2 separate regions of the Sus scrofa genome follow, and region 2 is linked to region 1. Evidence: chromatin contacts called from public HiChIP or PLAC-seq data. All regions are on one chromosome and are shown on one strand. Each heading gives the region's core, a stretch centred on a gene start, on an enhancer-like site or on the middle of the called end of the contact. The rest is flanking DNA. Distances are from core to core; before and after follow the strand shown.

The links. HiChIP or PLAC-seq counts read pairs in DNA pulled down with a chosen protein or histone mark.
Region 2: a contact with region 1 is called in an H3K27ac HiChIP or PLAC-seq map of skeletal muscle, with 5 times the contacts expected there. The contact joins two enhancer-like sites. A contact is called at or near these places in 1 of 47 Hi-C or Micro-C datasets (heart right ventricle) and 1 of 2 datasets of contacts at active chromatin or transcription factors (skeletal muscle).

Annotation. Positions count from the first base shown.
Region 1 is chr16:45,997,980-46,002,651 of Sscrofa11.1, forward strand. No RefSeq gene overlaps it. Among named protein-coding and RNA genes, the nearest start is that of CD180, 410 kb to the left of the region's middle. Within about 2 kb of position 3,257, at least 16 of the 83 cell types and tissues checked have an H3K27ac peak or open chromatin away from gene starts, as enhancers often do. A contact at or near this core is called in skeletal muscle, where this site is marked.
Region 2 is chr16:46,393,275-46,398,237 of Sscrofa11.1, forward strand. No RefSeq gene overlaps it. Among named protein-coding and RNA genes, the nearest start is that of PIK3R1, 39 kb to the right of the region's middle. Within about 2 kb of position 3,672, at least 32 of the 83 cell types and tissues checked have an H3K27ac peak or open chromatin away from gene starts, as enhancers often do. A contact at or near this core is called in skeletal muscle, where this site is marked.

The DNA of each region.
Region 1 (4,672 bases), core at 2,007-4,506:
TGGGGAGAAAAAAAAAAAAAAAAGCCAACCTATTTTATGGAGTCTTAGGTCTCAAATGAGACTACATGAAATCTCTGCAGGTTTTCAATCACTAAACAAACTGTAAGTACTGTGTTAGGAACTAGAGAGATGTAAAAATGAACCAGCCACAGACCTTGACCTCAGAGAGTTCAGTTTACTAGAGGCATATAAGACTGATATATAACCAACTGTGATACGAAAGAGAAAGGGCCACATTCATTCATTTTTCACTCATTAATTCATTTTACAAATATGTATTCAGCATCTACTGTGTACCAAGCACCATTCTAGATTTGGGGCAGCAGTAAACAAAAGAAATTCCTTCTGAGTCATAGAAGCGGTCAGTAAACAAATACATACACTTTAAATAATATATCCAGTGGCAGGAAGTGCTTTGAACAAAGATAAAGTAAGGCAATGGATAAAGAATGATGAGGGAGACGTGGCTCCTTTTTACAACGTGATGAGAAAAGACCGTCAGGTCATCTGAATGGAGGGTCTATCTGATAAGGAATATTTGAACAGACCCTTCCATGAAGTGAGCATATAAGCTGAACAGGTTCCTTGGAGGAAAATGTCCCAGGCAGTGAGAACAGCAAGTGCAAAAGTCCTGAAGCAGGAATTTTAGTCATAAAAAAGTTTCCTCGAACAGGCTCTGGGTATTTAGAGGTTCTGCTAAAGAAGAGGCTCGTAAAAAAAGCACCACATACTTACACGGTATTTTATACTTTCCACTCCTCTTCTTTTACTTAGATCATATCTCATCAGTTTTTATCCATAGGTACATATTTATAATTATTATCCACTCCTCAAAGAAAATCATAAATGATCACATTTCCATTTTCTACAAACAAAATAAAAGGACATTTTTATTAGCCATTCCTTTCCATTTCAGATTATTTTTATCATCTTCAGGCACAGGATAGACTGTAGTTAAGAACCTGTACTTTGGAGTTAGGCAGATAGCAGTTCACATCCCAGTTCAACTGGTTACTAGATTTCTGACCTTGAAGATGTTGCTTAGGCTTTTGGAACCACAGTTTCTTTATTTGTAATGTGGAAATAATAATATCCTAATAAATTTGTTGTGAGAATGGGATGTTTGGGATTTTACACACATATACATACACAGAGCATTTAGCACAATATCTAACATAAAGTAAATAATTCACAAATAATTGTTTAAAATTATTATCTGTTGAAGGTGGTACTCTTTTTTATCTGTTGAAGGTGGTACTGAAATATTGTTCACTGATGCTATCATTTTCCACACTCTATTGAAATATTCACAAATGTCAAACTATAAAGTTAAAAGCTGTATAAAATGTTGATAAAAGCTATATAAACTTATAATCTAAATGTCACACTATGCACAATATACCCAAGTGAATGGAAGAGAGAGTATGAATGGAAGTAACAAGAATAAGTATTTACAACTCTTTAGTTCATAAAAGGGGCTTTCAAAGACATTAATCTGTTTACTCTTTGATCATAAACCTATAGCCTGAATATTATTTATCTTCCCCATTTTACAGATAAAAAATAATAGCTCAGACAGGTTGAATGATTTTAGCTAAAATCAAACAGCTTGTAAGTGGCGAGGCTGAAACTCATATTAGGGTCTCTTGATTCCAAGTGCCTGGAGGTGGTTACTGCGGCAACTGATGCCCGAGAAATCCTAGCGAGACTGGAAAAACTTCCAAGTGATTAACTGAGTTGGTTGCAGTATGGGCCTCCCTCCTATTTGTGGATTTTGCTTTATTATTGAGGATTATTAAATAAAGTTACCTAAGCCTCTTCACAAAGCTTCAAAAATTCCTAGTTATGAGACAGCTAATGCACTACACAAGTTTCCTTTCTAATGGATTTCAGAGGATCCAGAATTTAAACAGCTTCATTGGAAAAAAGGTCCCTGTGTTGTTTAGGATCATTTGATCACTTGTCTGGGCTCTGCAAAGATGGGTAGGACTTGTCTTACCCATCTTTACATTCCAGGGCCCAGCAAAGAGCCTGGCACACAGGAAGCAACCAGGCGGGGTTTGAGCACCAGGCTGAAGGCTCTGTGATGATTAATTTGGGCTATAGCATCACCAGCTTAGCTCTGCTTTTTAATGCAGTGAATAGACTAGACATCAGCTGTCAGGAGGAAACATGGGAACTTTTCAGTTTTTAGTTCTCAATCCAAGCCACTTACCTGGACAATGAGACAAAAGATCCCTCCAGCCTGTGCTCCTCCCATCATTTCTCCTGTCTTTCTGATCCCTTTTTCAGAAAGATCTTTTTTTTTAGGAGCCTGAGCCAGAGCTACAAGTCCTATTTGCCTCAATAGAGAAAATAATTTTAAAACAAGGATGTTGATTCATCTTCAGCTTTGAATCCTGAATATCAGTGCTAACTTAAACCTTCCCCATGCATAAGAGTGGCATTGACTGAGACTGGTGAGAAGGTGGCAATACCACCAGCTTGGAAAGGAGCCTCACTGGGTTGCAGTCTCTACCCTGTAAGGTAATATAGGCTGAATGTATTGACCATCTCATGTAGAGATCACTTTACACACATTATTCTCTTTAATCCTCAGTGGAAGATCCCCATTCTTATTCTCATTTTCCAAAGAAGAATGTTGGAACAGAGAAGTGAATTGACTTGCCCAAGGTCAAAGAAAGTAAGTGGCAGATCTGGGATGAAACACAGCAATTGGACTTCAGAACCTATGATTTTAATTGGATGATCTTTGGCAAGTGAATGATCCTCTTAGTTCCTCTGTTTCCTCATTGGTAAAATGAATAGAGAAAGAACTAGTTCCTTAGATGGTTAGGAAAAGTCCCTAAGATCATGCATGAATAGCACCTGACACTGAGTAGGCATGTAAAATATGTTAGTTCCTTCTCTTCCCTTGAATAACCTGAGATGGAAGAGTGTCACCTCTTGAGCAACCCTTTAGAAATATAAAGCTAAAATTAATCCAGACCATGCCAGAGCCAACGACAATAAAGCTGATTTGTTCAGACTTATTATTTAGTTTCAATAAAAGACCTGTCTCCAGTTTCCTGGGCAGACCCACAGAGCCAACCCAAACTGAAAACACACGCAGCCATTGCAAACTCATTGTTGAAACATGACAGACACTTCAGGAACCAGGAAATTCCTTATTGAAATGACTTGCTTCTTAGCCAAAGCAGTGATGGTTAAACAATACAGCCGTGCAGCTGTGGCCTTCAGGGCGCACAGTGGGGCTTCACACTCCTGGGGCGAATGGAAACACAGGGACACGCTTGCCAGCTGGCACTGTCGCTCCAGGGACAAGATATGCATGGCTTCGCCTTCCAAGTCGAGAGCAATTGCTGGCAGTACACTGTGAGCATGTCAAGTTAAGGGAATATTTTTTTAAAGGCCCATCACTGTTTTTCTTTCTTTAAATGGTAGCCACCAAAAAGTTATGCAAACACTTCAGCTGTGGAATATTTAATCTGACATTTGGCGTGGCTCCCTTGTTGATCCAAGACGTGAAGTATGCAGTATATGCCTTGCAGTTGTTTCATTGCTCACTTAAAAAAAGATAAACCAGATACAACATTTTAATTTTACTTCTCCTCAGTTTTAACTGGGTTGCTACCAGGATCTGTTTCTGATTCCCAAGAAATAGGATAACAATTATGAATTGCAGCCCATAAGAGGAATAGCTCATTTAACAGGTTGGTGGATTTAATCCTTTAAAAAATTTTTTTTGGGTCCTGCTAAAAGCTTTAGGAATCCCTGTGGTTTTCTCCAGGGTTTGACAGTTCTTTTCCTCCAGTCTGGTGTTACAGGGCTTCACATGCTCTCATGGAAACATTGCCAGAACTGTCCTCTGGTTGTCTTTGTCATTGGGTTTTTAGCATGAGGAGAACACTAACCCTGCCCATTCACGTGGGACATGCATCCTAGCTGCATCGGAACTTGTATCAGTGGAAGCTTACTCACCCAGCTCCTCCTTCTTTAACTGTCCCACAGATAGATGTGTTTTCCTAAAAGAGGAAATTCCCTTTGAATATCGGTCACATGGCTTCTGGTCAAGGAGAACAGAAGACCATTGCCACTGCTCTGGAAATACAGGGATCCTAAAAAGCCTAGTTAGTGGGCAGTTCACATTTTGTACCATGTGGAGGGAAGGATGCAGGACTGGCCAACATTCCAAAGGGAAGGAGAACCTTTCCAAACGTTCCTCTGCTGAAGCGTTAGAACAGTTGTTAGTGTAAACAAACATAATTCCTCAAGTCCCATCCTTCCCGCAGGTGGGCCAATAGGTTAAAAAACACTAGAAGACATGGTAAAGGGTAGTCTCTTCCATCATTCTCCTCCGCTTGCATGCTCATTGTTATAACAACACTGACTTAAACATCAGGGCACTCTCACTTGGCTCCAGGCAATGGCATCATTCTGCTTCAGAGAAATGCTGAAACAGTGCTCATCTTATACAGAGTGATAGGTTGAGGAGAGAAAAGAATCAAATGGCAATGCTTAAAAAAGTAAACTGGAGACAGACGACCCTGGATGTTTCCTTGGTTCTGATTCAAGTTCTCAAGTCCCGATCCAAATAAAAATATATCTTTATTTCCAGTGGAAAATTCAAAGAACACAAACCTGAGTCTTAAAAGCCATGTCTCAGTTTTAT
Region 2 (4,963 bases), core at 2,422-4,921, 400 kb after region 1:
TGTCTCTTACTGCAAGTCATATCCACTTTGAGAATACTTCAATTGTTATTACAAAATGAAAGAGATAAAGAATATCTAAAAGTTGATGAATTATAGCATTGGATTATTTTTAAATGAAACTTTGCTAGGATCTCAGTTAACACAATCCAATGTATTTTGCTTTTAAGGTATGTTTCAGTCCACCTGAGACAATGATAGCAGAATCAATTGATCTTAAAGCATGCTTAGGCAGGCTCAAAAAATGAATGAGGAAAACATGGGAGTTCCAAGTCAACATTAAATATTTACGTGGAAGTTAAGATTTAGAGGCTTTCAGATTCAGATCTGGATTTGTATCCCAATATGAATGGGCAAGATGGAGCAGTATGAGTAAAGTGCAGAAGAAAACAATAAAGTTCCAAAATATGCTGAGTGAAAATCCATAGGTACAAAACAGTGTGTATAGGATGCTGCCTTCCACATAAAAATAGAAGGGGAAGGATAAACATTTGCTTATATTTGCATGAAATACTAAGGGAAGGATATTCAGGAAGTCCAAAATCTTGCTTGCCTCTGGAGATGGGAACTGGATGGTAAGGGGAGAGAGGTGAAAGATTTTTCCACGTGTACCATACCCCTTGAGTTTTGAGCCCTGCAAATTTATTATCTATTCAAATAAATGGATATGTAGGTGGGTAAGTTGATAAATATAAAGATATATAAAAAGAAAAGTAGTAAGTAAAGGACGGAGAGAGCGAGTGAATGTATCCCCTAACTGGATACACCACTTACAGCCTGTTGTGCCACCTTCCCTGCCTTCACTTCCTCACCTGTAAAATGCAGATAATGGCATCTACTTCACTGGGTTGTGCGAATTAAATAAGACAAGTAGGGCAAAGTTTCATAGTAAGTATACACACACAAAATGCTAGTATTTGTTTGGCTATAGTCCTTGTGATCCTAAGAAAATGAGTTTTTGTCCATCTGTACCTAAACCTATAAGTAGGTTCTCCTACTTCTGTGAGATATTGCACAGGATTTTAAACTTCTCTTGCCCTCAGTTTCTATAACTATAAAATGTGAGTAATAATAATATAACAAAAACAATACTAATAAATTCAAAAAGCCATCTCGCTGACTTGATATTTGTTGATATTAAAAAATGATGGTTAATTTTTTCAGTGTGGTAATATTAGGTTTATTTTTAGTGAGTCCTTAACATTTTATTAATAAAATATTCATAGATAAAAATATCTAGTATTTGCTTCATTAATAATAGAGGAATATGGAGTTCCTGTCGTGGCGCAGTGGTTAACGAATCCGACTAGGAACCATGAGGTTGCGGGTTCGGTCCCTGACCTTGCTCAGTGGGTTAACGATCCGGCGTTGCCGTGAGCTGTGGTGTAGGTTGCAGACGCGGCTCGGATCCCACGTTGCTGTGGCTCTGGCGTAGGCCGGCGGCTACAGCTCCAATTCAACCCCTAGCCTGGGAACCTCCATATGCCACGGGAGCGGCCCAAGAAATAGCAACAACAACAACAACAAAAAAGACCAAAAAAAAATAATAATAATAATAGAGGAATATGTGGTGGCAAGGATAAGAGTGACCATGAATTAATGATTGCTGTCATTGAGTCATGAGCACATCGGGATCATCAGACTACTCTGACTTTGTGTATATTCCAATTTTTCCCTAAAAAAAGCTTTTTCCTAAGAGGCTGTTGTTAATTGAGAAAATATATCATCCAGTAGCAGGTATGAAGTAATGACTCAATGAATGGATGCTGGGAGCCGGCCGTAGAGCTGGTAGTTACATCAACAGTTGGAGCTTCCTATCTATTTTTATTAGCCTCAGTTAGATGGTCGGGAACAGAAGCTTACAGCAAAACAATGGATTAACTGATAGATGCAAGGAAAACTATCAATTTAAAAATTTCTCCTGATGAAGAGTCCAACTTCCTGATGTTTGGAGAAACACCAGCCACCCCTCCCACCCCCCTAATAGAAGTCTACAGAGCCTGACCCTTAACAATCACAGCTCTCAGCCAAAAACCAAACCCTGGAAAACGGTAGGATTTTCTTTCACTGTTAAGTGGCAAGAACCGTTTTAATTTTACCTTCATTTTGAGCTTCATTTTGGAGCTTAAACAGTATCTAACGGGGGTTTGTTTGTTTGTTTGTTTTTTCATGCAAATGTATCTTTACAGTCAAATACCTTATTTTCATCCATTTAACCCTGAAGAAAAAGGGAATTTCAGTTACTGATGTGTGGTTGTTTTAACTTGGACACTCATTAGTATTGGAGGAGTGGGGATTTGGAAGTGCTGCCTTCAAAAAAAAAAGTTTCCCCTTTAATTTATTTTTACCCTTCCCACCTCTATCTCCATGGAAATGGGGTCAGAGGCCACAGAGAGCTCTCAGGGAGCCAGCAGCTGAGAATGAGAATTCTCACTTAGAGATTTTAGCTGAAAGCTATAAACCGCTTTACAAAGACCAGCTGAGTCTTGGCCACTGCGGTCTCTGGTTTTTTACACTGATGCATAAGGTATCCTTTTTTTTTTTTTTTTTCTTCCCTGTGTTAGAGGAGAAAGAGATGCTCTTAAGTAAAAATCATTTTTCATTTAAACTTGAACTTCTCTCCTGTAAATCAAAGACAGTGACATTCCTTCGGCAATTATTTTCAATTTAAAAAATTTTAATGATAGTGTACATTTGGAATTTAGCAATTATCACGTTTGCTCTCTATCCTTTCAAGCTTATGACAGTACTGGATATTTGAAGAAAAACACATTGAACTTGCTCATCGCATGCTATCAATTGCAAGTGATTCTGGTGAGTGGAATATCACCATGACACAATTCTAAATCACTAGAATGAAAATAAAAATCTCAAGGTTATAAGCAGTCAGGACCATTTCACAGAATGTTTTATAAATTAAAGTATAATTTACTACTGGCTCCTTTTCTTAAACTGTTAACACTATTTCTTCTTTTTTTCACTCTAAATATTCCGTTAACTTTCTTATAAACTATTTGAAAATATCTGAGGGGGCTGGTTGCCCAAATATGCCAACTATTTTAAGTTATTTTTATATATCACACATTATTATTATATTCATTAGCAACCAAGTAATTATTGAAATAATATGAAATGTAAATTTGCTTTTGAAAAAGCCCTGCCAGGTCCTGATTAAATTTGGATCTAAAAATCTATGTTTCAGGCTATCCTTTTTTTTTTTTTAAATATTCTTTTTCTCTTCATTCCACACATCGTTATGGTTCAAAGTTTATAGACTCAACATTATTCCCAAGTACTTTTGCAAAATTTCACCATTACTCTTGCCCAAAGTATTCAGTTTTTACTTTCTAATCAATCATTAATCCTACAACTTCTCTGAATTTTCCAGAATTTAGTTTCAGTAAACATCAGAACCACAGCACCTCTTTTGAAGGCTCTAATCAGTCTTTCTCTCTCCTTTCTCTCTCTCTCTCTCTCTCTCTCTCTCTCACACACACACACACACACACACACACACACACACGTCTTTGTGGTCAGCAGTCCAAGGACATTGCCTTTATTCCTTAGTGTTCCTTTGTCTCTCAGCCTCTTGCATGTCTGTGCTGAGTCCTCCCTCTGTCCTGGGTTGAGCCCTTATTCCACTTCCCTTTGCTCGCAGAGTGAACCAGAACATTGTGTTCTGAAGCTGCCCCAGCACACATGCTTCGTGATGCTGCCAAGTTTGCAGCTGACCAATTGGCCTACTTTAGAGGGCTTGATTTATAAAATTTACAACCCTTAATTTCCACCACCCATTCCTCCCCCCACCCCTGAAAAAGAGTGTGCCAGACGTCCTGATAAATCAAGAGTCCTTTGGTTTCGGTGCAACAAAATGGGCAGTCATTTCTTTTTCCTTCATTGGCTCTCAGCCTTGCCAGTCCCTCCTGAATAGATGGAAAATAACGGTTGATGTGTTGTAGGAAGACATTTGATAGTGGCTGCCTCTGTATTAATAACTCGTTTTAAAAGAAGTGTACTGACAAAATGATACGCTCTTCAATTTCTGGAACTCTGCACTTCTCAAGTAATTCCTATTCCAAAAACCAATCCAGGCAAGTTTGTCTTCTTCCAAATTAGGAAGACAGAGTTGGGCCCTTGATTTTTGAGTGAGGTTGGCTCAGTTGGGTCTTTTGAATTTGGATATTTTGATTACTCCTTATTGGCTCTACTAAACTTTTTTAATAAATGCACAACCAAATATGAGAAGGTGAAGGTTTAATGGAGAGAAGAAAAACTGTGGAAACCAGTCTCTTGTGATTTTAGTGATTTCTTAAGTTCTTTCTCCTGCCTCTTCAGAGAAAAAGACCTCTGTCAGGGTAGATCCCAAAATTTATGAGGCCTGAAGCTTCTCAAATGTGGAACCCTCTTTATGAAAGAGAATATGAAACTAGGTTCAAGGTACAAATTGATTTCAAATGAAAAAAATCAAAGCATAAAAAATTACAAATTCTAGAAAGCATCCAGAAAAATAGCATTATCATCATTAGTTTTAATTAACAATTTTTGCTACAATTACAACTTAAGTGCTGACCCATCTATGTAATACATCTTTTCCCTATATTTTTGGCGTTATACTCATTGATCTTTTTTCACATGGTAAAAATTTTACAATGCCATTTTATGTACAGAGAATAGAAAGACAACTTTGTCTTCTGACATAATAGATAGATGTTTTTTGTTATTTGTGGTTTAGAAAGGTTTCCTTCCGCTCCAGAACTTGTTGATCATGCCACAGCTGAAATAATTTCTTGATCTGGAGGTACGTCTTGTCCTAGGAAAAGCCCTCTGAGACTCCAGACCTTTGTTATCACTGGAGAGGGATCCAACTGGCTACCTGGCTATGGCTGTCCAGCTCAGCCTGGTCCAGCATCCTGTTGGTAGTCCTGGACAAGGGAAGCAGGGTCGGGGAAGTGCAAGGTGAAAGGTG